7 separate regions of the Mus musculus genome follow, and all the other regions are linked to region 1. Evidence: chromatin contacts called from public promoter capture Hi-C data. All regions are on one chromosome and are shown on one strand. Each heading gives the region's core, a stretch centred on a gene start, on an enhancer-like site or on the middle of the called end of the contact. The rest is flanking DNA. Distances are from core to core; before and after follow the strand shown.

The links. Promoter capture Hi-C pulls out the DNA fragments that hold promoters and counts their contacts. Capture Hi-C pulls out chosen DNA fragments and counts their contacts.
Region 2: a contact with region 1 is called in a promoter capture Hi-C map of liver, with 10 times the contacts expected there. The contact joins the promoter of Oard1 here to the promoter of Slc35b2 in region 1. A contact is called at or near these places in 2 of 39 promoter capture datasets (liver and pre-B cells) and 3 of 484 Hi-C or Micro-C datasets (B cells, CD4 T cells and regulatory T cells).
Region 3: a contact with region 1 is called in a promoter capture Hi-C map of liver, with 2.4 times the contacts expected there. The contact joins the promoter of Foxp4 here to the promoter of Slc35b2 in region 1.
Region 4: a promoter capture Hi-C map of liver shows a contact between it and region 1, with 2.5 times the contacts expected there. The contact joins the promoter of Adgrf1 here to the promoter of Slc35b2 in region 1. A contact is called at or near these places in 1 of 39 promoter capture datasets (liver) and 1 of 115 datasets of contacts at active chromatin or transcription factors (pro-B cells).
Region 5: a promoter capture Hi-C map of liver shows a contact between it and region 1, with 4 times the contacts expected there. The contact joins the promoter of Tomm6os here to the promoter of Slc35b2 in region 1. A contact is called at or near these places in 5 of 39 promoter capture datasets (hematopoietic stem and progenitor cells, liver, neutrophils and 1 more), 1 of 484 Hi-C or Micro-C datasets (B cells), 2 of 115 datasets of contacts at active chromatin or transcription factors (astrocytes and large pre-B cells) and 2 of 9 other capture datasets (adipose tissue and liver).
Region 6: a contact with region 1 is called in a promoter capture Hi-C map of liver, with 2.9 times the contacts expected there. The contact joins the promoter of Med20 here to the promoter of Slc35b2 in region 1. A contact is called at or near these places in 2 of 39 promoter capture datasets (embryonic stem cells and liver), 3 of 115 datasets of contacts at active chromatin or transcription factors (astrocytes, bone marrow-derived macrophages and large pre-B cells) and 1 of 9 other capture datasets (liver).
Region 7: a promoter capture Hi-C map of liver shows a contact between it and region 1, with 3 times the contacts expected there. The contact joins the promoter of Ccnd3 here to the promoter of Slc35b2 in region 1. A contact is called at or near these places in 4 of 39 promoter capture datasets (the C10 cell line, liver and pre-B cells), 1 of 484 Hi-C or Micro-C datasets (CD8 T cells) and 2 of 115 datasets of contacts at active chromatin or transcription factors (astrocytes and large pre-B cells).

The regions. Positions count from the first base shown.
Region 1 is chr17:45,562,301-45,565,580 of GRCm38.p6, forward strand. It overlaps Slc35b2 (solute carrier family 35, member B2), which reads left to right and starts at 1,636. Exons shown (of 4, transcript NM_001357105.1): 1 at 1,636-1,768; 2 at 2,280-2,473; 3 at 2,625-2,779. The coding sequence starts at 1,758. It overlaps Nfkbie (nuclear factor of kappa light polypeptide gene enhancer in B cells inhibitor, epsilon), which reads left to right. Exons shown (of 6, transcript NM_008690.4): 6 at 1-869.
Region 2 is chr17:48,408,348-48,411,627 of GRCm38.p6, forward strand. Oard1 (O-acyl-ADP-ribose deacylase 1) reads left to right here and starts at 1,653. Exons shown (of 6, transcript NM_001289490.1): 1 at 1,653-2,025; 2 at 2,481-2,557; 3 at 2,917-3,061. The coding sequence starts at 2,519. Nfya (nuclear transcription factor-Y alpha) reads right to left here and starts at 1,473. Exons shown (of 10, transcript NM_001110832.1): 1 at 1,279-1,473.
Region 3 is chr17:47,922,888-47,926,167 of GRCm38.p6, forward strand. Foxp4 (forkhead box P4) reads right to left here and starts at 1,745. Exons shown (of 17, transcript NM_001110825.1): 1 at 1,319-1,745. Gm46601 (a long non-coding RNA gene) reads right to left here. Exons shown (of 3, transcript XR_003952247.1): 2 at 3,032-3,146; 3 at 2,587-2,927.
Region 4 is chr17:43,268,875-43,272,154 of GRCm38.p6, forward strand. Adgrf1 (adhesion G protein-coupled receptor F1) reads left to right here and starts at 1,473. Exons shown (of 16, transcript NM_133776.2): 1 at 1,473-1,610.
Region 5 is chr17:47,686,006-47,689,285 of GRCm38.p6, forward strand. Tomm6os (translocase of outer mitochondrial membrane 6, opposite strand) reads left to right here and starts at 1,605. Exons shown (of 3, transcript NR_045945.1): 1 at 1,605-2,112; 2 at 2,563-2,644; 3 at 2,725-3,280. It overlaps Gm20517 (predicted gene 20517), which reads left to right. Exons shown (of 9, transcript NR_157366.1): 9 at 1-734. Usp49 (ubiquitin specific peptidase 49) reads left to right here. Exons shown (of 7, transcript NM_198421.2): 7 at 1-734. It overlaps Tomm6 (translocase of outer mitochondrial membrane 6), which reads right to left and starts at 2,381. Exons shown (of 3, transcript NM_025365.3): 1 at 1,894-2,381; 2 at 1,183-1,283; 3 at 640-1,003. The coding sequence starts at 2,021. The coding sequence ends at 1,187. It also overlaps Prickle4 and a transcript of Frs3 not described here.
Region 6 is chr17:47,609,765-47,613,044 of GRCm38.p6, forward strand. Med20 (mediator complex subunit 20) reads left to right here and starts at 1,821. Exons shown (of 4, transcript NM_020048.4): 1 at 1,821-1,928; 2 at 3,199-3,280. The coding sequence starts at 1,915. It overlaps Bysl (bystin-like), which reads right to left and starts at 1,728. Exons shown (of 7, transcript NM_016859.3): 1 at 1,143-1,728. The coding sequence starts at 1,407. Gm20517 (predicted gene 20517) reads left to right here and starts at 1,821. Exons shown (of 9, transcript NR_157366.1): 1 at 1,821-1,928; 2 at 3,199-3,280.
Region 7 is chr17:47,591,698-47,594,977 of GRCm38.p6, forward strand. Ccnd3 (cyclin D3) reads left to right here and starts at 1,770. Exons shown (of 5, transcript NM_007632.2): 1 at 1,770-2,155; 2 at 3,037-3,252. The coding sequence starts at 1,958.

The sequences.
Region 1 (3,280 bases), core at 386-2,885:
CTCCTTGCTTCTGTTGAAGATGGCATGGGCTGAAATTGCCAGCTACCTGGAAAATGGGGATGAGCAAACTGACCCGAGGGGTCTCACCTAAAATACCTTTGTGAGTGTGTTTGGCACTGGGGTGTGAACCTAGAGCCTCCCCAGCGGTAGGCAAGCTTACTATCATGGAGCTGTGTCCCCGGCCCTCTTTTCATTTTTTATGTTGTGATGGGATCTCAATGAGTTGCCAGAGATGGCCTGGAACTCACTCTATAGCCCAGGCAGTCATCTTTGAACTGGGAACTTCCTGTCTCAGCCTCCTGAGTAGCTGGGATTATAGGTCTGGTGGCAGCGGGCCACCGCAAAGTTATCTAAAGACTTCAAACATAAGGCTCCCAACTGAACCTTTGCAGTTATTCTAATATGACACTAAAATGGAAGAGAGGGGCTTTAAAAAAAACAACAACAACAACGTTTCCCTTCTACAGTTGTATGCATAGGCAGGCCTGACTCTCGGGTAAAGGCAGAGAGAAGGAAACAAGCCCTGAGCAAGCACAGGGCCTTGCTGGGTATGGTAGGAGACCTAAGTGGTTCCTGCCACCACAGGCACATCTCCTTCATGTGGAAATGCCCAGGGCTGGAGAGTGAGGAGGAAGAATATGGAGACACACACGTGTCCCTGGAGAAGTTTGAGGACATTGATCACAAGAGAGTTGCAACTTTCCTCCCCCACCCAACCCCCTTAGACTCCACACACTGAGGGCCCTGCTAGGTCATGCACGAAGAAGGAGAAGAAATAAATCAACATACTTTCCGATGCTTAGCGCTTATAAGCACTAAGCAAATGCATCCTGTGAGTGAGACAGATATTAAAGGCATAAACAACTAAATATGTGGTTATACGTTGCAATGGGTGACTGGGAAGGAAGAAAACCGTTAGCAGGAAGGAGGACAATGGAGTGGGCGAAGGATCATCCTCTGGGAAGCTTCAAGCAGGTGTCGTTGAAATTGCGATTTAGGATGAGCAAGGGGAAAGACAGCATTGGGGAAGGCCTCCGATGAATTAAAGGAACTGAAAACAGGCCAACAGGACTCTACAAGGTTGGGCAAGTGGGCGAGGAGGACGCACCAGGTCATACAGAGCCTAGAAGGTCACAATCACAGGTACTAAGGGGATGATTACTGATGCAGCCAAAAAAGGAAGAGACATCATTGTTTAAAAACTAACGCCGGTTCTGGTGGCGCAGGCCGGTAGGATTTGCTGAAGGAGGCAGAGGCAGGAGGATCTGGAGTTCGAGGCCAGCCTGGGATACAGCGTGAGTTCCAGGACATCCAGGGCTACACAGAGAAACCCTGTCTCGAAAAAAAAAAAAAAAAAACACCAAAACAAAAAACAAAAAAACCGTAATGTAAGAGGAAGTACTGGGTCTCAGATACTCAAAATCCTAGTCCACTAGATGGCAATGGTCATCATCACTCTGTGTGGGTTGGGTTGGGTTGGGTTGATGGCTGTGACCAAGCAAGCTGGGAAAGGGAGGGAGTCCCAACTGGAGTTCCCCAGGGGAACCGGGCTTGGTCTGCCTCCGGGCCGCGTGGGGTCGCTGTGGCCGGAGTGTCGCGAAGGGGGCTGAGGCGGGGAGGAGGCGGGAAGAGCGCAGCACTTCCGCTGGCTGGCTGACTGGCTGGCTGCTGGAGCGGGCGGCAGAGGGAGCGGAGGGAGCGCGCGGCCCGGGGGACTCACATTCCCCGGTCCCCCCTCCGCCCCACGCGGCTGGGCCATGGACGCCAGGTGGGGGGCTCGGGCAGCCATGGCCCACGTGACCGAGACCCCGGGGCCACGTGACCGAGACCCCAGGGCTCCGGAGGCGGGGTGGGGGGTCCTCCAGCCGCAGATCCGCGTGGCACTGTTGGGAGCCCCGTGTGGATGGGCACGCGGCATGTGGCCTACGCTCCTCGCGGGGCTTCGGGGATTGTCGCGCGTAGGGGGATGAGGGACAGTGGCGCTTCGGAGAGGGAAGGGGGTGGGGGTTGCCTGTGGCCTGAGCTGCCCGCGCGCTGAAGGGAACAGAGGCGACCTATGTGGCTGGACAGGCGGGGCCGTCCCCGAGAAGGGAGGAGGTTCTGCCTGGCCTGCGCCGGACCCCCTGAGAGAGAGGGAGAGAGAGGCTCTTTGTCCGTCCCTCTGGGCTGCAGCGGAGGGGGCGGGGAGGCCACTGGGCACTTCCCTGGTACAGTCCCCTCCGGAGGGCAGAGAGGCGGAAGAGCTGCAAACCTAATCGTTGCTTCGGCTGTCCCAGCAGATGGTGGGCAGTAGTGGTACTCGCCACACTCCCTTCCTTGGGAGCAGGTGGAGAGTCACCCGAAGCCCCTCCGCAGTCCTGGACACAGCTGTGGCTCTTCCGCTTCTTGTTGAATGTAGCGGGCTATGCCAGCTTTATGGTACCTGGCTACCTCCTGGTGCAGTACTTAAGACGGAAGAACTACCTGGAGACAGGTAATGTGGCCAGAGGGTGGGGAGATGAGGGAAGTCTGGTTGCAGGTGTTGGCAGAGCGGGACTTGGGCCGGGAGGGAGGCCAGTAAGTCAGACACCGGATCGGGCTGGCTGCTCTGCAGAGGTTGTGGACCTTGACTGTGTCTTCTTCAGGCAGGGGTCTCTGCTTCCCCCTGGTGAAAGCCTGTGTGTTTGGCAATGAGCCCAAGGCTCCTGATGAGGTTCTCCTGGCTCCGCGGACAGAGACAGCGGAATCCACCCCGTCTTGGCAGGTCCTGAAGCTGGTCTTCTGTGCCTCGGGTCTCCAGGTAAGAATACAGGCTCCCCTTCTCTTCCCCAGCTGGGTACAGACAGCCCCTGACTTAAACCAAATTTTCCCTGCCCACCCCAAAGGTTTGTTAGTTTGGGTCTGGTTTGTGTCCCTACAGGACACAGCCCAGTCCTGAAAGTGAACTTCCAGCGCTTCCTTCAACACCTGTATTGAAATGAAAGTTCACTGTACACACGCATGTGTTCATGCGCACGTCCACGCGCGCGCGCGCGCACCCATGCAATGGCTTCTACAGTGTGGAAGAAGGCCTGCCTGAGTTGTATTTTTTTTCCCTATGCCCATATTCTGCTCTGTCTGTATGTTGTATCTGAGTGTGAATTTGAGGAATTGCTGGCTAAACATATCTCCAGAGCTGCTTCCCACATTATTATTTTGAGACAAGGTCTCACTCTGCAGCCCTAATTACTCCAGAACTCACTATATAGACCAGGTTGGTCTCCAGCTTAGAGATCCCCCTGCTCTACAAGTGCTAGGATTG
Region 2 (3,280 bases), core at 403-2,902, 2.8 Mb after region 1:
AAATTCCTTTGTAAGACCTGCAAAGGTTTTTACCAACTGGACTTTCCCGCCTAAACTCAGTACTCCCGGCCTTTCTGCGTCCAACCGCACTATCTGTTCCAGTTACTCTTTTCAGTCTTTCCTCTCTGAGGACATCACCCTCCATCACCAATCAAAAGCGTGGCGCTGAAAATAGGCTTCCTCATGTAAAGTGCACTTCTGGGTACTGGATCAGATCCCTATGAAACACTAACACCAGTCAATCTCCACCGAGCAGACATAGCTCCTAGCCCTACTCGCTTGCAGCACTTGGGTGACGTCCGCCAAAGACTAATAGCTAGCAGTCCTTGGAAGACTTCCTGTCCCCCGAAGGGGGAAAGAAAATCTAAGCACGTGTAAGTTTTAAAACATCAGTTGAGAAAACGTTCGCGCGGGATTTCAAGGTGTATTAGAAAAAAGAGACACGAGTGGGCCGAGCTATTGAGTGGAGAGATTAAAGGAAAACAAAACCAGAGAGCATCCAAGGGAGAAAAGATCAAGGGAGGAGACAGGGATAATAGGAACTGCGAGATGTGTGCCCCCAATCATTAAGGATGCACAAGGGTTATCAGTTCTGCAACAGCGGCGTTTCAAACACCGAGACACTGAGCAAAAAGAGGAAGAGTGCTTGGTTGGGCTCCAGCACGGAGGTGTGCCGGCACCGCGGGCTGAGCGGGGAGGAAATGACGAGCCAGAAAGGGGTGGTAACGGCGCCGGCCCGGGAGCCCCGGTGGCGGGCCGAGAGGAGGGGCGCGGCAGGCGCGCCAACGGCCCCGGGGTGGGTCTTGGGAGGCCGCGCCGCGCGTCTCAGTCTGGCCTCGCTCCGGATCTGTAGCCCCAACTGTGCAGAGCTCAGGACACACGGGCCTCGTCGGGGCCCGGAATGTGGGGACACACAAGGACAGGCCGTAGGATGAGGCTGGAACGACGTGGGGAAACCGCCACGGTCCGTGGCTGGGCGGTCAGCCACCTGACCTCTCGGGACCGAGGATCGGGGACCGGTGGCGCATCCGCCACCGGCCCCCGGAGACGATCCAGATCCCGAAAAGCCTGGCTCCAGGACGCCGTCCCAACGCTGGACGGCCCCTGCAGGCCTCCACCAACTCCGAGCCGGGGCTACTGGCTACCCAGCTCGGGCAGCCTCGGCTCGACTCCCGGGCTCGACGGACGCCTGGGCCTCTCCTGAGTGGTCAGCGAGACCCGCCAATCGGGGCGCTGGGGCCGGCTCTGGGCCGCTGGATATTGGCTCCTCATACTCACCGTGCCTCGCTCCCCCGGTTCGCTGCCCGCGCTGATTGGCTCCAGTACCGGACCCCGAAACCCAATCAGAGGCTCCAGCCGCCGCTGCCGCCGCCACTGCCGCTGCCTCGCAAAATGGCGAATCTGAACAAAGGGGAATCGGGCCTCCCTCCAACCGCCTTCGCGCAAGCGCCTTCGAGACCACGCCCCATAACCCCGGCCAGCCTGGCCCCGCCCCCTAGGAAGAGCACCGCGCAGGCGTTCCAGAGGCCACACCCACTTCCTGGATTTGACACCGCCTCCCGCCAAAGGCCTACGCAGGCGCCTTTCACACGCTCCGTACGCTGCTGCTTAAACACCTCCCTGAATTATATACCACGCAGGCGCTGACACGCCCCCCTGCCCACCTATTTCTAAGCGTCCACTGGGACCCACCCTCTGGGGCCGAATGCGCAAGCGCTCTTCTTCTCCAGTCGGGGTCGGCATCTCGGTACGCATGCCTGAGCGGTAGCGGGAGCCTACGGAATTTCCCGCCGGAAATTCTGAAGCCCTTACTACCGAGAGCGGGCGCCGCTACCCAGCTAGAGAGGCTCACTTCCGCCCCGTTAAGGGATGGGGGCGGCCATCTTGAGTGTGCGTACAATCAAAAGGCTTTGGCGGGATTTGTTGCGTGTCGGGACTCTTCTGTTGCTTTCCTACCTACGAGGGTTTCATCCCGAACCCTTCCCTGCTTGGAGGAGGGCCTGCTGACGGCCGATTCCTTTGCAGGTGAAGGATGACCCCCCAGTACCCACTTTTCTGCGGGATCCCAGGGTTGCCCTCCTTAGGGTAGGAGGAGAGACGGGGAAGTCTTATCAGACCTTCCTTCCTGTACCTCCAAGACTGGTGGTGATCTTCCCCTGAGAAGCAGTTCTCGGCTCACCCTGCCGCTCAGTGTAACTGTGGCCAGGTCTTTCCCGTTCTAAGCTATATTCTCTGGGAAAATTCTGGACTGTCCTAAACCTTCCCTGCTAGAAGTAAGGAGGTGTGTCTTAGGACCGCCTTTGCTTCGGCTCCTGGAAAGCTGTTTTGTGTTGCCTCTTAGAGGCTGAGTGAGCTCACATCCAGAAAGAATACCTTAAGGAGGTGGGGAAGACTAAATGGGTTGTCAGGGTGATCTGAACACGCTATGTTCGGGCTGCCTGAGCGGTATTTTTTTACTTGCTTTTCCTTTTCATTAGCAGAAGGAACTCTTAAATTCTGGAAATAGCGACTCAGTAGCATGGCCACCCGCCTTAATGAAGATCCAGAAGGAAGTCGAGTGCGTAACAGCTATTAAATTTATCGGTGAAGTGAAAATCAGAATAATTGAGGTCAAAAGCATAAACACTTTTTAATTAAACCAATAATTGGATTCTCGCCCCTCCCTGTTTGTTTCTCTCTAGCTGATTTACTTAGAAAAGGCTAATACAACCCTAGGCAGATAATAACCATCCATCACTTTCCTTTTACAGATACTTTAAAATATCGTGGTTAACTCCTAAGTTGGGAAGAGTTGTCTTTAATTCAGAGTGTCAGAGAAGCAGGGTTGAAGCAGTGGGGGTGGGGCTCTGTTGAAGATCTGAAAGGAGAAATAGTTTTCTGTTTTTAACCTTTTTTTTTTTCCTTTGCACGTTTTAGATCACTTACGTGAAAGGAGATCTTTTCGCATGTCCCAAAACAGACTCTCTAGCCCATTGTATCAGTGAGGATTGTCGAATGGGTGCTGGAATAGCTGTTCTCTTCAAGAAGAGATTCGGAGGGGTGCAGGAACTGTTAAGTCAACGTGAGTTTCCAGAGCATCGTAGCCTGGTTCATGCTGGCTGAAGCCTGATTTGGTCTTCCGCTATACTCTGTGTACATGTACAGTCAAAGAGATTTCTAGTGACTGCTTTTAACTGTTAAGGGTTTTGTTGTTGTTATTGCTGCTGCTGTAGTTTTTTTAAACTTCCTCAAGATTGGCCTCTGCTGTAGATCTTTACCACACTAAATCAGAGCTGTTGTC
Region 3 (3,280 bases), core at 495-2,994, 2.4 Mb after region 1:
CTCCCAACCTACAGAGTCGCCGGATGCAATAGCAGAGTGTTCACGAGGTCGCTTCAGTTTCGGGGTGGGGTGGTGGGGGGTGGGGGGTGGGAGGAGGTCAATCTGTGATGGTTAGAGCCTTTGCCTCAGAATCCGCGTCCCACGAAATCACACGTTCCTTCACACAGGTGGCCACGGCCCCGGGTCTCCCAGGACACCTCACCACCGGGTGCCACCAGGTTCTCCTCCAGTGAAGCTCAAGAAGTACAAGTTTTACGGAGAAGCAAAGTGCAAGATTTGAGCGCCGCGGAGGATGGCCGCGGGCCAGAGGGACGCTGGGGAGACTGTCTCACGAGTCACCAGAGTCTTCAGTCTGGGGGAATGGACTCCACTGCTCACTCCGGCAGCTTCATCTCTGGTGGCCTTGGGCCCACTCTCCGTTACCTTATTCCCTCACTCTCAAACCTCACACTACCCCGCAGGAGCTCTGTCCGAATGAGGAGGGTATCCACTAGATTAGTTCCCCACCGATCAGCTCCGGCGCACGTAAATAAATAAATAAATAAATAAATAAATAAATCACAGGGGCCATTACCAGTCTCTCTCAAGTCCCCAAGAAGTTTTCCGCTTTATCTCAGATCTGATTAAGAGATGCGGGAGTGGGGGGGGAGGTTGACTAGTCTCAGCACTTTCGAAGTGTGACCTCCACAAACCAAGGCGATGAGGTGTTTGAGATTGTTGCCCCCCCCAACACACACACCAACACACACACACAGACTCAAGTCTTTCTGTTTGTCCTGGGGAGTCCCGTGCAGACTGGACTTGGGGGGATCCCAGTTCACCACTTCCCTTCCCGGCTCAGGAAAGTCCGGGCCGGGAAGTATTCTTTGTCTCACTCCGGGAGGGGGGGTCGCGCCCCCTAACACCCCATTCCCAGCAGCGAGGCCAGGAGGGGGCGGAGCCCAGATTCTTGGGGCAGGGCGGGCCTCAGTGGCTTCTCCAAGCCGCCCCCCCTCCGCCCCGGCCAGCTTCCCGCTGCCCCCCAGCCCCGCGCCTCAGCCCCCACCTGTTCCCCAGACAGCTCCGATCGGCTGGGGGCCCGGGCCGGGGGCAGGGTCTCTCAACTCACCAGGGTCAGTGCTCCGCGGCCGGCCCAGCTGGAACAAAGTGCTCCGGCCCGGGGCCGGGCTCCTCCGGCGGCCGACGCGCCTCGGGCGGGCAGTTTGCAAACACAAAGTGAGCCGGGGAGCAGGCGAGAGAGTGAGCGAGCTAGGGAGTTGGACGAGTCCCCGGCCCAGCCCCCACCCGGATCCCTGGGGTCCCTGAATCGGCCACCTACCTGTCCGGCCCGGCCGCTCAGTGCGGGCTCCGGCCCGTCAGCCCGCACGGGGCATGGGGCTCGCTCGGGTCGCAGCCCGGGCCCGCCGCCACTCGCCGGGGCTGCCCCTGCGCTCCGAAGCGATCTTTCTAGCGCCGATCGCCGCGCGCCTTAGCCCCTTGGGGGCATCGCACTTTGGAGGATGGCTTGGCTCTCTCCAGCTTCCGATCGTCCTTCCCCGGGCTCCGGCGACGCTCCTGAGCTCGCTCCGGCTCCGGGGCTCCGGGACCCCGGCGTCCCCGCCCCCGGCCCAGCCCTGGTTCCGGCCCGGGCTCCTCCCCGCCGCGCCGCGGCCGCCTGCGCCGCGCCCTGATCGCGTGTTGGGGGGCTCCGTCCCGGCAGCTGGTGGCACTGTCCGGTCCGTAGGGGCGACCGGCTCCGGACTCCGAGGGGCTGCGACTGAGCCCCGGCTGCGAGTGGCTGCGAGCGATCGGCGCGCGGGCGGGGCACACCGGGCGGGGGGACCGGAGGGGTGGAGGGAAGGAGGGAGCGCGCCGAGCGACAGGGAGGAGGGAGCGAACGAGCGAGCGGCGGAGGGAGGGGAGACTAACTTCTAGTGCTACCATAATTCGCCTAAAGCAGGTGCAGCCACTTTTCCCCCTGAGAGGCGGCCAGCGGCAAGCCGAAGAGGACCACGTGGACCAAACTTTGGGGAAGGAAAAAATGGGGACGTGGGGCTACCGATCTGCCAAAGTCGATAGGCCGTAGAGTTTCACAGTGGACTGGGGACCCATCCGATGGGAGGCTTTATTAACTCTGGCCTTTTCCTGGAACCTGGAGGTACGGCCAAGTCCTGCTGGCACACGGTTCACTGGTTTCGGGCGGGCTGCGCCTGGCGCGGGGAGTGGTCAGGACCCCCCCCCCCCCAGTCCGAAGCCGACGTCCAGCGCGGGCCCTGCCGCGCCTCCCTCTGACTCCCCACTGTGTGGGGGCTGGGGCTGGGGAGGCTCTTTCTGGGCTTTGTGAACAGTCTTTTCTCCCATCCCGGCGCGCACGCGCTGCCGCCTCGGTCTGCAAAGGGGAATTTCCTATAAAGTGCTGTGAGAACCGATGGAGAAAGGGCTTCAGGCTGGATCCACGCGGGCCAAGCACAGAGCAAAGTCGAGGCAATTATCTGAACAAATTAGATTGTAAACAAAACTTGGCGTCCCTGAATACCGCTTGTGCCCAGGGGGACCGTGAGGATGGGGGTGGGGGTGGGGTTGGGGACGCTGGTGTGTGTTTGGGTTGGGAGGGGGAAGTCCGGGCACGGAAAGGCCCAGGTTCCGAGGGGGAGGACTAAATTGGGTAGCAGGAGCCAGGCTCAGACTGGTGGAGAACTGAGAGAGAGAGAAAAAAAATCCTCCCACTCTCTACCCAAACATCTTCCCTTTCGGGTGTGTGAAGAGGTGAGGGGCACGCCTCAGGGACCCTCCGTGTTTGGCCCACCCTGCCCAGAGAAGTTATGGGTTGAGCACAGGAAGGCAGTGACTCTGGGAGACCCTGTTGGCTTCGGGTTACCTTGAGGCAGGTGACCAAGGGCAGGCAGACCCCATGGAGGATGAACTGGGTAAGGACTGGGCCTGGTTTCCTGGGGATAACATATTTTGGAGAAAACTCTTAAAAAAAAAAAAAACACAACAACAACAACAAAAACGGGTTTCTGAGATAACAGCTTAAGCAATTTCTGCTCACCTATTCTGCCCCTTTTCCGTGGGCCAGGAGCTGAAAGGTGGTAGTTACAACCCAGCTCTGAAGCATCTCTGTTTGCGCAAGTGGACAGACACAAAGAGGGCAAACATAGACCCTGCTGAAATTTGGAGACACACAGATGTCAAGCTGGATAGGGCTGCTGTGCAGCTTGTTTAGGTATTTGCGTTGCGGGATGCGTTGAGCAAATCGCCTCCGGAAGTGCTAAACACAAGCTCTCCCACCTAGCCACGC
Region 4 (3,280 bases), core at 223-2,722, 2.3 Mb before region 1:
AGGAGACGAGGACACCCCAGTAGATAAGCCTTTCCCTTCTGTTCACGGATCTTAGGGAGTTCTGGGCCGAGCATGAAGTTTTGAGTTGGTAAAACATAATAATCACTCCGATTATCATTTGCACGGTTTTGACATTACCTTTTAAGCGTTCCCTTGTTTATTTGTCTGTATGTCTATTTATCTATTCATTTATTTTTGTGGTAAGATCTTCCTGTATAGCACAGGAAAACCTGGAACTCATCATATACCCAAGGAGGAGGACCTTCAACTTCTGACCCTCCTGCCTCTACTGCCTAAGTGTGAGGATTACAGATGCTCACAACCATGGTTTGTGTGGTATTGGGAACAGAACCAGTACAGAGGCAGTACACACACACACACACACACACACACACACACACACACACACACGTGTATGTGTGTATGTATGAATATATGTATCTATGTATATATGTGTATGTATGTATGTATGTATGTATGTATGTATGTATGTATGTATGTATATGTGGGTGGATTCTCACTCTGTCCAGGCTGGCTTGTAGCCTAGGGCTTCAGATGGCCTTGAACTCAAAGCAATCCTCCTGCCTCAGCATCTCATATGCTGAGATTATAGGCATTAGCTACCCTACCCAGCTAACATTCCTGGCTCTTTATTTTTACCCAACACTATGCTATTCTCGAATTTGTACTGTAAAACCACCTCGAACCATTTGTAGACTCTGCATACTTAAAGGAAGCAAAATAAAACGAGGACGTTCACTGAATTCAGGGACATTTTCCTCTTTGAGAAATAGCACATTTTTGCCCCCTGTGTAATTTAGATGAGGCTGTTCACGTTGAGAGTTATGTTGACCACAAAGCAATTCACGAGTCAGCTTGGTCATCATTGAGAGGTCACCCTTCAGTTTCTAAGCTGGATGAAACCTTAGATAGAACGTGATCGTTATTAAAAGGCATTCACCTTCAGCCCGTCCCGGCTGTCCTGTTAGCTGCTGTCCGCTCCACGGTTTTTTTCCATGAGGAGGTCTGTGGGCCCTGTACTCAGGCGAGCTGTATGGTGATGCTTCAGCTTTGAGTAAGACCTTTGGAAAAGAAGAGATCTTATCTACCCTCCCACAGAACTCACCTGCTTCTCCTCAGAACTTCCGCAGGGAGGGATGCATTTCTTCAACTTTATGGGGTGTGACTCCCCAAAATGTCCAGAAAGGTTGGACAGGAGCACCTAAGGGAATATGTTTTGTAGGGTCCTGATCTGCATGCCCAAGAGCATATTTGTCCCCTTTGTAGTCAATCTCAGCCTCACATCTCTGGTGGCAGAAACGGGAAGTCTTTGGTCTCTGGACTGCCTGTTTTACAAGCTCTGATGTTGGTTCTGAGTGGGCGGGAGGGAGTGCAGGAAAGTCTGTTGGCTTTCCCTCTGCAGGGGGTGTGTCCCAGTGTTTTTCAGCAGAGGCAGCAACCTGGCCTGAGCTGGTGATAGATACATCAGTGGACCTGTGGCTGCCAGTCCTGTCCTGGGTCACCAGCGTCCCTTGGCATCTCCCAACGGTGTCAGTGGCTGGGGAACATTGGAGAAAGGCTCAGCTGTGCTGTGAAGTCCAGAGTCCCAGGTAAGCTAACAGCTGTTGTGTGATTCCTGAGGACCCAAGCGCTGTTGGTTAAGCTGTGTTTTACTCTACGGGGAATATTCTGATTTCAACATCTCATTTCCTGAAAAGATAAACAAGGAAGGGAGTCGTTGAAGCAACTGTTAGAAACAACAGGGCTCTGTTTCTCCCCAACTGTGGAACTTGAGATTTTTCTCCATGTCAATGCTAGATTTTTTTTTCCCCCCTGCAAGACAAGGGTTCTCCCCAGGACAGGGCAGGCCACTGCTACGGACCTGAGAAGTTCGACTCCCTAACATATGACAGCTTCCTCCAGGGAGCCTGTTAAAAATAACTGCTGTTTGTTTGTTTGTTTCTCAAGTGCATGCTTGAGAAGATAAAATGGATTTTATTTATTAGGTTGTTTTGGTCCAGACAGGTCTCATGTAGTGCAGGCTGGCCCCAAACTGGTGTAACCCAGGCTGGCTTTGACTTTGAATCCCTTATCCTCCTGCCTCCTCTGCCAAGTTCTGGGATCACAAATTTGTGCCACCTTAAGTGTCTGAGACAAGTAAATTTATTTCCACTGCGGTCTATTGAATGTGTCTATTGGAACCTTGCACGGACCAGTATAAATCTGAAGGTTTTCTCCCGACTGAACACCCTTCGTGACTCTCAGAAAAGCCATTGTCCTTTACAGTGGTTGCCCCTTATTTCTTCCCCGAGGAAATATAAGATGACCCCACAGGCCTAGAAAAGGTCACGGTTTTATTTTCCATAAAAATCTTCACTTACATCTGAGCATGGTGCCACAGCCTGGAATTCCAGCCCTTGCAGGGTAGAGGTGGAAGGATCAGATGTTCAAGGGCAGTCTCAGCTTTACAAAGAGTTTGAAGCCAGCCTGAGCTATGTGAGATCCGAGCCGGTCTTAACCACAGCAGTAAGGGATGCACTTATGTGAACCTGACCCTTTGTCTCATCCCTCACGTCAGAGACAAAAGGGTAGAAAGGTACCGAAGGAAAAATAAACAGAAGGTCAAGGCACTGGCTGAGAGGCTCAGCAGATAAAGTGAGATCGCTCAGGTATATGGTGGGAGTTGGATTCCTCTATAAAGTTGTCCTCTGACCTCCACACATCTACATGGCATTCTCATGCCCCTTGCATCATACATGTGCAGGCAAAAACACATGATTGACGATGAAGACGACGACGATGATGATGGTAATAATAATAACAATTATGAATAGACAGGTCAAGGTGGGAGGGGATTTAGAGAAGTGACCTTGGCTTTTCCATGGCAATTTCTATTAAGATAAACTTATATTTATGTGGTACTTGGAATAGAGTCAGTACAGACACACACTCACATACACACACACACACACAGAGACACACTCACATATATGCACCACATCCATTTCCTTACACACACACACATACACGCACAGAGAGAGAGAGACAGACAGACAGACAGAGAGACAGACAGACCGTCAGACACAGAGATTATAGAAAACAGCAAACATATATACAACAACCTTCTATAATCAATCAAGATTGTTAAGCTGGTAGAGCCTTGGGTTAAATTCTCTCTAATTTCATTATAAAATCTCTACTAATCACCCAGCCGTAACCAAAATTAAAGCCTATCTCTCTGACAAGGATGGCCAGGCAGGGAATGAAGGCTTGAATACGT
Region 5 (3,280 bases), core at 355-2,854, 2.1 Mb after region 1:
GCCTCAGAGAACTGACTGGATGAGCTATGTGCCAGCAGGTCCAGGAAAGCTGCTTTGTCTTTTTCCTTTTTTAAGTAACATCTGTAACAGTCATGCAGCTATGACCCAGACACACTAATCCTTTCCGACGCATGCTGTGACCCACAACCAGTTCCAAAGCGGCTGGTGCATAAAAAAAGTTTTAAAATACCCAGTCAATTGACTACATGAAACTATGGAGACCCCGTCTCTACCGCCACCTGGTTCCCTGGTACAGGAGTCTTTCTGTGCTGGTTTCTGCGTGCCTGGAAGAACACCAGACAGCAGCACCAGTGTGAATTTCAGGGTAGGGAGCACCTTTGTTTGTGAAGGAAGCTGCTTCCTTGTGCTCCCTGACACGTTTGTCTCCACCCACACATCACTGTCCACTCCTGCCACCAGGTCTCACTCTATCCCAACAATGCCTCCCTGGTCCCTGGAGAACCCACCTGGCAAACTAAAACGACAACCACCACCTTCTTCCTACAGGAAGACTCAGCAGTAGGAACTGCTCAAGAATCAGCTTTGCGGCACGTGTGCATCCCTGGGAAGTGGGTGGTCCCATTCCCATTTCATCTCCACTGCAGATCATGTTTGGGGCTCATGCCTGTCTCTTGAGTGTGAAATACAAGTCATGTTTATTTGATTTTTGTAAGCGGACTTTTTACACCTTGTTTTTGTAATAAGTTTCTTATTAAAAGAATAAAATACCTGTCTTTTATGTGCAGGCTTTATTTGAAATCTTTTTCAAGAACCATTACTACTCTTCAGGACAAGGGCAAGGACCATCTTCTGCAGAAAGTTGGGAACTGCACACAGAACCGTGCAGAGGCAACATCTCAGCCGACACTGGGGGATGGGGGGGCAGTGGGGGGGGGTTCAGGCAAGGAGAGGGAGTCAACTTCAGCTGCCACTCAGGTAGGATCTTGTGGTCACAGACAGTAGGCTGTCTTTGGAAAGTCTGAATACACAGGAGTTCCATTCTCTGTAAGCAGATAACAGCATCAGAAACGGGGAAACACAGGAGAACTGCTCTCACCTAGAAACACAAGGGCAAGGCTTTACCCCAAGAATCTTCCCTACTTCTGTGACTAGCTGACAGAACATACTGCTGTCTTCATCTTTTAGGATTCCTGAAATAGGCAGGGGAAAGTGAAGTCTTACCTGGCTACACCCCTGGCTGAGGGGCCATCAAATCAATGTCACTCAAGTTCCTGGCCAGCCAGACTCCCGCAGCAAAGAGTCCCAAATTGAGGATCAAGTTCCTGGGTCAAGAATACATTTCATTAACCCTACAGTCCGAGAGTCTCATGCAGCTAATGACATACTATGGCAAGTTTCCTCTCAGCACCACCTTCTGGAGGTGCTGACTGACACCTGATACAGGGGTATGTCCTCCTAATATGCACATGAGAATTTTACGTTCGCATCTACTAACACAAGCCAAGGCCAACTTAGTACTCTGCGGGGGCTAAAATTTGCTTATGCGTTGGCACCCCTTCCCTGCCTTCTAGGTTAGGGCGATTTCTTTAAAAATATGACGTTCTTTAATTTGTGTATGTGCGTGCGCGTGCACGCGACACAGCGCACGTGTGGAGGTCAGTACAACCCGCAGGGGTTGGTCTCTTCTTGTACCCTGCGGGTCTCATGGATCGGCGGGTCCCATGGATCCCAAATCCTCAGGCTTGGCGTCTGAACTATCGCTGTAGCCCGGAGCGTCATTCCTTGAAAGCCACGTGACAGGGTGTCTTTTGCCACCACGAGACCACAAGGTTCTCAAAGCGATAAAACCTCTGGGGATGCATGCCAGACTCACCAGGTAAGGAAATACAAGTTTAAGTTTATGAGGACCAGAGACGGCCCGGGCTTGGTTACCTCCGGAAGTCGTTTCGATCGGTGGCGAAGCGGAAGACACCGCGGAGCCAGTCTCCCACGTTGTCTGGAACCTCTGAGGCCTCGCTGGCCGACCCGGCGGCGCTCACCGTCACTCCGCTGGAAGCCATACCAGCACTAAGCACGTACCAACCGAGCGTCGCACCGGGTCGTCGCAAGCCGATTGCGCAACTTCCGATCTCCGCACTTCCGCCGATCAGCGTAAGAAATGAGCGAGAAGGCCCGCCCCCACCTCCTCCAGGAGTTCGTAGAGCCAGGACGCCTGATCGGAGGCGGAGCCCCGCGGCCCCGCCTCCCAGGGACGGGGGTCGGTTCCCAGTGCTGCTCTACAACCCAGTTAGTTTAAGCAAGGTGATGACGGTGAGGCTAGCCCAGCCTCTGCGGATAGGGGTTAGCTCACCCTGTAGGCGCTGGGCAGTGGGATGCTCCCAAGAAAGTGTCTTTCAGGTCAGAGAGCGTGCAGTACCAATGGGATTATCCCGCGTGCCTGGCTGCCTTCTGTGTCCGGTCTTTACACAGCACAGCCTTGTTATCTCGCTACATAAGTCCCCCCACCCCACCCCACCCCAATCCCACCACCCTGATCTCCAGGCCGCGCCACTAACAAATGGTGCAGTGCTTCCTGGAGATGTCTCTGTCATCTGCTTGCAGGTTTTCGGGGGTCTTCCAGGGCTCTGGAAGGCGCTGGCCAAAGAAAAAGCCTTCGGGTTCCGACTCAGAGGAAGAGGAGCAGGTGGGGCAGGGGCTGTCCTCTATGGGACTCCCGGGTGTCTGTGGGCCGTCTCTATCCTGCCGTTTGGATGCCCCATTCAGGGTTTCCAGGGTGAGAGTGGGAACTGCAGAGAGAAGCGCAGCTCGGGAGGTGATCTTGTCATCCGAGGAGGCACGGTTCCAGCCGACGCTTGGATCGGGTCCTTCTTCCTCTGTTCCAAACCCATCAGAAATGCCCATCTCAGAGCCCCCAAGTCCTTGTGCAAGAGGCGGGCCAGGGTTGCGTGCAGCCTCCCGCCCCGCCCCAGGCTGTGCCGTGCGCGCCACCGCTGCCGCCAGTCTACCCCAGGGGCCCCCCCGCCTCCGTCCACCAGTGGGCGACCGCCTCCCCCGCCTGGGAGCGAGTCCGGCGCCGCAGCCCCGCCGGGTGGGTTCAAGAGGCCTTTGGAGCTCGCAGGCCAGGGACGCGCGGTGAGAGCTGCGGGCCCCAATGCTCGCGTCTGGGGGTTGCGGTGGGAGGACTGGGTGTTGCTGGAGCGGGTAGGACAGCGTAGGCATGGGGCGAAGGGTTCTGATCTGGGAAATTACCCCCTTCTATGCTCAGCCCAAGCCGCCGCTCCCTCCCCTTAAGATCTGCACCGTCCCCTCCTTTACCAAA
Region 6 (3,280 bases), core at 571-3,070, 2.0 Mb after region 1:
GGACCGTCAAACCTTGTCTTGGTCACCCAGCAAGTTCAAGTCCAGCCTGAACAACTTAACGAGACTCAGTCTCAGAGTTAAAAAAAAAAAGTTATTTTAAGGGCAGGTGTGGTGTCACCCACCTATCATGCCACCACATGGAAAACAGAGGCAAGATCAGGAGTTCAAGGTCAGCCTCCCCTACAGCATTAGATGCCATCCCAGGCTCCATGAGCCCTTACTTTAAAAAAAACTAAAAGAAACAGAAAAAGCTGCTGTAGGCCCAAAACCATGTTCAAATGTGTCAATATTGCTTTTTAGGAGAAATAAGAATGGAAGATTAAGCAACTGGGAGGTGAACAACAATTCCTCCCCAGTGAGACAGGTGGCAGTACCCACCCCTCTTCCCCCTTTTAGCCCGTAAACAATACTGTTTCCCCTCCCCTGTCGCTGGGACAGGGACAGTCCCCACTTGCTTTTCAGGTCTTATTCGAAGGACATGAAATCTGGGATACCCACCATGTAGAATTAATGTTCATCTGCTTTTTTGTTTAAATAGAAATATCATCACTTTTTTCCTCTCTCTTGAGAGACAGGGCTCGTTAATCTGAAATTTACTATATAGCCAAGAAGGTCTTCTGCCTTGCTTCTCGAGTGCTGGGATTACAGGTGAGCCTCGCCACTCCTGCTTGGAATATGTAACTCTATTTAATGGGTGCCTTGAGCTAGACTTCCGGTGTTATCAGGAGGAACGAATATCTTATTTCTGTATCAAAACTGCCTAAAAACTTAACACAGCTCAAAACATTATGCAGGCAGTCCACAAATACTTCAAACGCCCAGAGGATAAATAAATAAATGCTAGACCACCAGGTGGTGGTGGTACCCGCCTTTACTTGGGAGGCAGAGGCAGGCAGCTTTATGAGTTCGAGGCCAGCCTGGTCTACAAAGTGAGTTCCAGGACAGCCAGGGCTATACAGAGAAACCCTGTCTCGAAAAAAACCTAAAATAAAATAATGCTAGAACTGGTGTGAGAGATCACTTTTCGTTGGCTTAACTCTGAATTCTGGAATTCAGGAGTGGAAGTGGAGGAACACGCCGGTAAAGTATTCTGATGGGGTGTCAGACCGGCCCAACTCACGACTCCACCCCTTGTCACTCACCCAGCCGCGTGGCGCGCTCTCGCGGTGGTGCTGACCGATCACCAGCCCCATGGTCAGTTTCGAGCTCCTCCTGCTGTTGTCTGGCTTGCTGCAAAATCCGTCTGCTTAGCCGGGGTCCCACATACTCTTCCTCCTCTTCGACCTCACGCCCCCGCCGTTTTTCTCGGGTCCCCGCGCGCACTGCGTTCCCAGCCAGGATCTGCTCGGCCAGAGGTGCATGCTTCTCCCGATTGCTGGCCCCACGTGTCACCTTGAATTTGGGCATTTTGGCCGAAAAAATTGCCCACCAGGTTCACACGTGTGAAGCCGGCTAAAAAGCCGATACTGCGCTTGCGCTGTGTGTTCCGATCGCCAAGAGGCCACTGAGAGATCACAGTGCCCCCCAGCGTTAGGAGGCCGGAAGTTCCTCATCTATTACTCTCAGGAAGAGCTTCGGGACCTATAGCAGGAGCCCCCAAATTCTCAGGTAATCTCATTAGAAAGGTGGATGTCCAAGTCACCCTTTTCCAGAATTCATGAAAGTAGCCTAGGGCGTCCTGTCAACCCGTTGGACGCCTTGGGGGCGGAGCCGAGTCGATGACGTTCTAGAAATGTCACCACTGGGTACCAGAGATGGCGCTCCCTGTGGGCGTGTCGCCGCGGCGCTCAGTATTTGCGCATTTCCGGCGGTCGATCAACGACTGCTTCCTGTGTTTAGGGGGCCGCCGTTCGCGTGAAGGTCTGGAGTCTCTGAGTTCGAGGGTTTGGAGGCGCCACCTTTTGATCCTTCGCTATGGGAGTGACGTGGTAGGACTTGAAGGGCTTCTGTGGTGACGGAGCATATAGGGTCGTGAAGGTGTCTGTGGGCCTGTGATGGCCCGGGGAAAGGGATTTTGACCGAGGTTCTCGGTTCCTCGGGGGGCTGACCAAGATGTCTTCCGGTTGTGTGGATGGGGGACACTGCGTGGGACTTCTCTCTTCCCAGACACACCCCTTTGGCAAAGGGAGCAGCGCATCCCTAGGACCCGCCAGGAGTTGTACCTTTTTCTTGGTACCTCTTCCTGTCCTTGAGGCCTTGTAGTGTCGCTACTAGCACCCAAAGGTTAGAAATAGGGTTTCTAGATTAGGAGTTGTTCGCAGAAAGGGATAAGAGTGGCGCGAGGAGAAAGTGACTTTTCTATTTTGCTTGCAGTTACAGACTTTGAATTGGCCATTTTAAGGTGTTGGGGCTAGTGACAGAGGTAGGAGGAAAGGAGCGGTTGGGAGTTTGGAGTTCGGAGTACCAGGCAGAGACAATTTTTCGAGCTGGGTGTCTCACTGTGTAGGCTTGGGAGGCCCGGAACTCACTCTGTAGAACAGGCTGGACTCGAATTCACAGAGATCCACCTGCCTCTCTCTGCCTCTCAAGCGCACGGATGAAACGGACGCGAGCCACCATCGCCTGGGCTTCAGACAGTTTTGATTGACTTTTATCTTAAACATGTTTGAAGTCTCACTTGATAAAAAGGCAGTTGGTAAGGTTTGGGCACCGTGCTTTTCTGGGTATTAATTTTAAAGTACTCGGCCTCAGCACTTAAAAGTCTTGGTAGTGGTGTGCTTCTTTCCAGTTAAAGAAGCTTGGAGGCCAGGGGCCACAGGTCTGCCCTGTGAAAGGAAGGCTCTTGCCACAGTTGACACTAGGAGCCTCATCTCATACTTCTACCCTACTGTAAAGAATGCCTGTGAGCAATGAAGACAGATCACAGCAGAGTCATTTAGAGTTCAGTTTCCCTGTTTGCAGTAAGTTGATACAGGACAGGGCCTTTCCTGGGGCCTTTGGAAGAGTCAGGCAATCCATCTGAGGGCTGATGCCTTTGATTCCAACATTTGGGAGGCAGAGTCAGGCAAGTTTCTGTGAATTCCAGGCCAGCCTGGTCTACCAAGTGAGTTCCAGGAACTCTTGGGGACTGATGGGTGGGGATCAGAGATGTCTAAGTAACTCCTAGCCCTGCTGATCCGTTACCTGTTGGGGAATTGAGTGGCTTAGCCAGAAGCTCTGTGTCTCTGGACCCTGCTGACTTGGCGTTGTGTTTCTCAGTGTGTCCCAGATGCCTGTGGCTGAGGGCAAGAGTCTCCAGCAGACAGTGGAGCTCCTCACCAAGAAACTGGAGATGCTTGGA
Region 7 (3,280 bases), core at 520-3,019, 2.0 Mb after region 1:
CGAGGAGAGAAACCACTGGGGCAGTGACCTTCTGTGACTGAAGCAATCCCATCATGCCTCCTTCCTGTATGAAAAGCCATCCCCATATGTGGATTCTGACCCCTTGCTCAGCGCAAGACTAGTGTGTAGACCAGTGTGTAGACTAGTGTGTAGACCAGTGCATAGTCCAGTGTGTAGACTAGTGTGTAGATGGATCTCACTGCTTATATATTGTCCTGTGCTTTCCTGGGGCTCACTTGGGCTGAGCAGAGAGAGCAGTGTCTTAGTGGTGGGCTTTCTTCTTTCTTTCCCTCCTTTCCTCTTTCCTGCCTTCCTTATTACATCCTTTTTTCCCTTGATTTTTGTTTTTGAGACATAGTCTCATGATATTAGCTCCTCCTGACCTAGAACTCTTATTTAGACTAGGCTGGCTTTGAACTCAAAGAAATCTGCTTGCCTCTGTCTTCAAAGTGCTGGGATTAAAGGGGTGCTCTGTCATGCCTGTCTTCCTTCCTTCCTTCCTTCCTTCCTTCCTTCCTTCCTTCCTTGTTATTTGAGTCATCTGACATGGGTCTGGCTGGCCTGGAATTCTCCATGGGCTATTATCATTTGGTTTGCTTGGTTTTGTGATAAAATCTTATATAGCCCAGGCTGCTCCTGAACTCATTAGGAAGCAGACAGTGACCTTAATCTTCTGATCGTTTCTGGGTTCTGCAGTGCTGGGGATTGAGCCCTGGGCTCTGAGCATGCTAAGCAAGAGCTCTACCACCTGAGATATATCTGCAGCCCACCCCCTGCCACCGTGTGTGTGTGTGTGTGTGTGTGTGTGTGTGTGTGTGTGTGTGTGGAGAGAGAGAGAGAGAGAGAGAGAGAGACTCTAGGCAGGCCTTGAATTGTCTGTATAGTGGATAGTGGATCCTGGTGTTAAGCCAACACTTCCCTGGGTCTGAGATTACTGGCTTGCTCCACCACAGCCAGCACCAAATGGCTTTTTATATGCTGATTTTGACCAACACTGCTCACACCTCCGTTGGTGCAACGCAGTGTCCCATTCAGCAGACCTGAGAAACTGCATTTCTTCTTTTGCTTTTTATTTTCGTTGTGTATGTGCATGAAGGTGTGTGCGCACATGCTACATACAGCCTTGGTGTAGAAGTCAGAGGACAGCTTATGGGAGTTGCTCTCTTCTCTTCCATCATGTGGGTCCCAGGGATCACACTCAGGTTGCCAGACTTGATGCCAGGATAGTTTACCCTCTGAGCCATTGAATCGGACAGAAACTACATGCTCCCAGATGCTGCTGCAGATCTGCGCAATTCGTTAAAGTAGACGAGATTCTAAGTCAAGTTTCCCGACGGACCAACAATGAGATCTTTGCAGCTACTATTGTGCCTCAGTATCATGGTCTGCAAAATAAAGCCCAACTCGAGGCCATTCCTAGAAGCCACTTTAGGGTAGGAGTGACCCAACTATGTACAAAGTTATGACCACATTCCCTAGAGCAATGAAATATGACGTATACACGAAGGAATAACTTTTGGCGCCTAGTTCTTTCCTGGGTGGCTAGAATCGCGACGGGGCCCATTGATGGGGAAGAGGGCACCCTTCCAGAAAGTTCTCTCTACCCTCTTGGTCAGAAGGGACCCGAGGGCCCGGAAGCGTGCGGGCCGGAGCCCAGCGGACCAATGGGGCTGCGGGGAGGGAGGGAGGGTATAGCGCCCGCCAGCCCTTTCCGACTGCGGCCCCGCCCCTTAGAACGTTGTGACGTAGGAGCATTCCACGGTTGCTACATCGTCGCGAGGGGCGGGGCGCCTGTCAGGGAAGCGGTGCGCGCGGGTGGCGGGCGGGCTGGGGCTTCTCCGCACAGTGCCAGCGCCAGCGCCAGACCCGCCCGCACCCCGCGCTCTCCCTCACGCGCGTCGCTTCTCCTAGGACTCGCTAACCCGCACTCTTGCTCTCACCCGTGAGCCATCGCAGGATGGAGCTGCTGTGTTGCGAGGGCACCCGGCACGCGCCCCGGGCCGGGCCCGACCCGCGGCTGCTTGGGGACCAGCGTGTCCTGCAGAGTTTACTCCGCCTGGAGGAGCGCTACGTGCCGCGAGCCTCCTACTTCCAGTGCGTGCAAAAGGAGATCAAGCCGCACATGCGGAAGATGCTGGCATACTGGATGCTGGAGGTAAGGCCCGAACGGGTCCCCTCTCCTCACCCCACCCCCACCCCCGGCTCTGGGACAAATTGAACTTTCCCTGTCGGATCTTTGCGATCCCGACCACAATCTGCAAGATGCTTTGGCGGCCCAGACTACTGGGGCCTGGCCTTTTCACACAGGCGCCCTAAGCAGCTGCCTGCGTTCTGTCCCTTTCCTTTCCCCAATCCTGATCGGCTTCTTCTGTGATTTCCAGTCACTTGGCACTGTAACTAAACTTCACTTTGGGTCGGGAAAGCGGGCTAAGGGCCACTCTTTCCCCAGTGGCTTTCCTCGGTGTCTCCTGCTTCCTTCTTCACCCGGTGCTCTCTGGAGGGCGCGTTTGGAAAACCCTGGCCTCGGCCGCCTTAGCCCCAGAACTGGTTCCTGTGTCTATCGCGGGGTTCTGGCGGGGGAAACTGGTGGGTGGGGGTGGCGCAGGCTCGGTTCCGGTCCACAGGGAAATGAAAAGTGCGGGAGACCGCGGCAGGAGTTCCCTCCCTTCCCCCTGGGAGTGTGTGTGCAGTGGGTGGCGGTAATGAGGGTAAGGTCCCAATTCTCTCTAGGTGACCCTTCCGTCCCCCTTCCGCTCGCCGTGGGGGAGGGGAGTCTGGAATCCTTCGTGAGCATGGGCTTCTCTTTTACACCCCCTACTCCGGGGTGGGGAAGAGACCATGCAGAGGAAGTGGGGGGGTCACCTTGGGGAGGGCACATCCTCCTCGGTTATTGATACTTGTCGCTCTAAGTTTATCCCTTCTCGGTTTATTTTTTGCTTCGCATTCCACTCTCCCTCCACCCCCCACCCCCACTTCTCCACGCTGCCGTGTTTCACTTGGTCCTTCCCTAGCAATGACTCGTGCGCCCTCCCTCAGGTGTGTGAGGAGCAGCGCTGCGAGGAGGATGTCTTCCCTCTGGCTATGAACTACCTGGATCGCTACCTGTCCTGCGTCCCCACCCGAAAGGCGCAATTGCAGCTTCTAGGTACCGTCTGCCTGTTGCTGGCCTCCAAGCTGCGCGAAACCACGCCCCTGACTATTGAGAAGCTTTGCATCTATACGGACCAGGCTGTGGCTCCATGGCAGTTGCGGGTGCGTGCGGAATCCTCCCCCCCCCCCC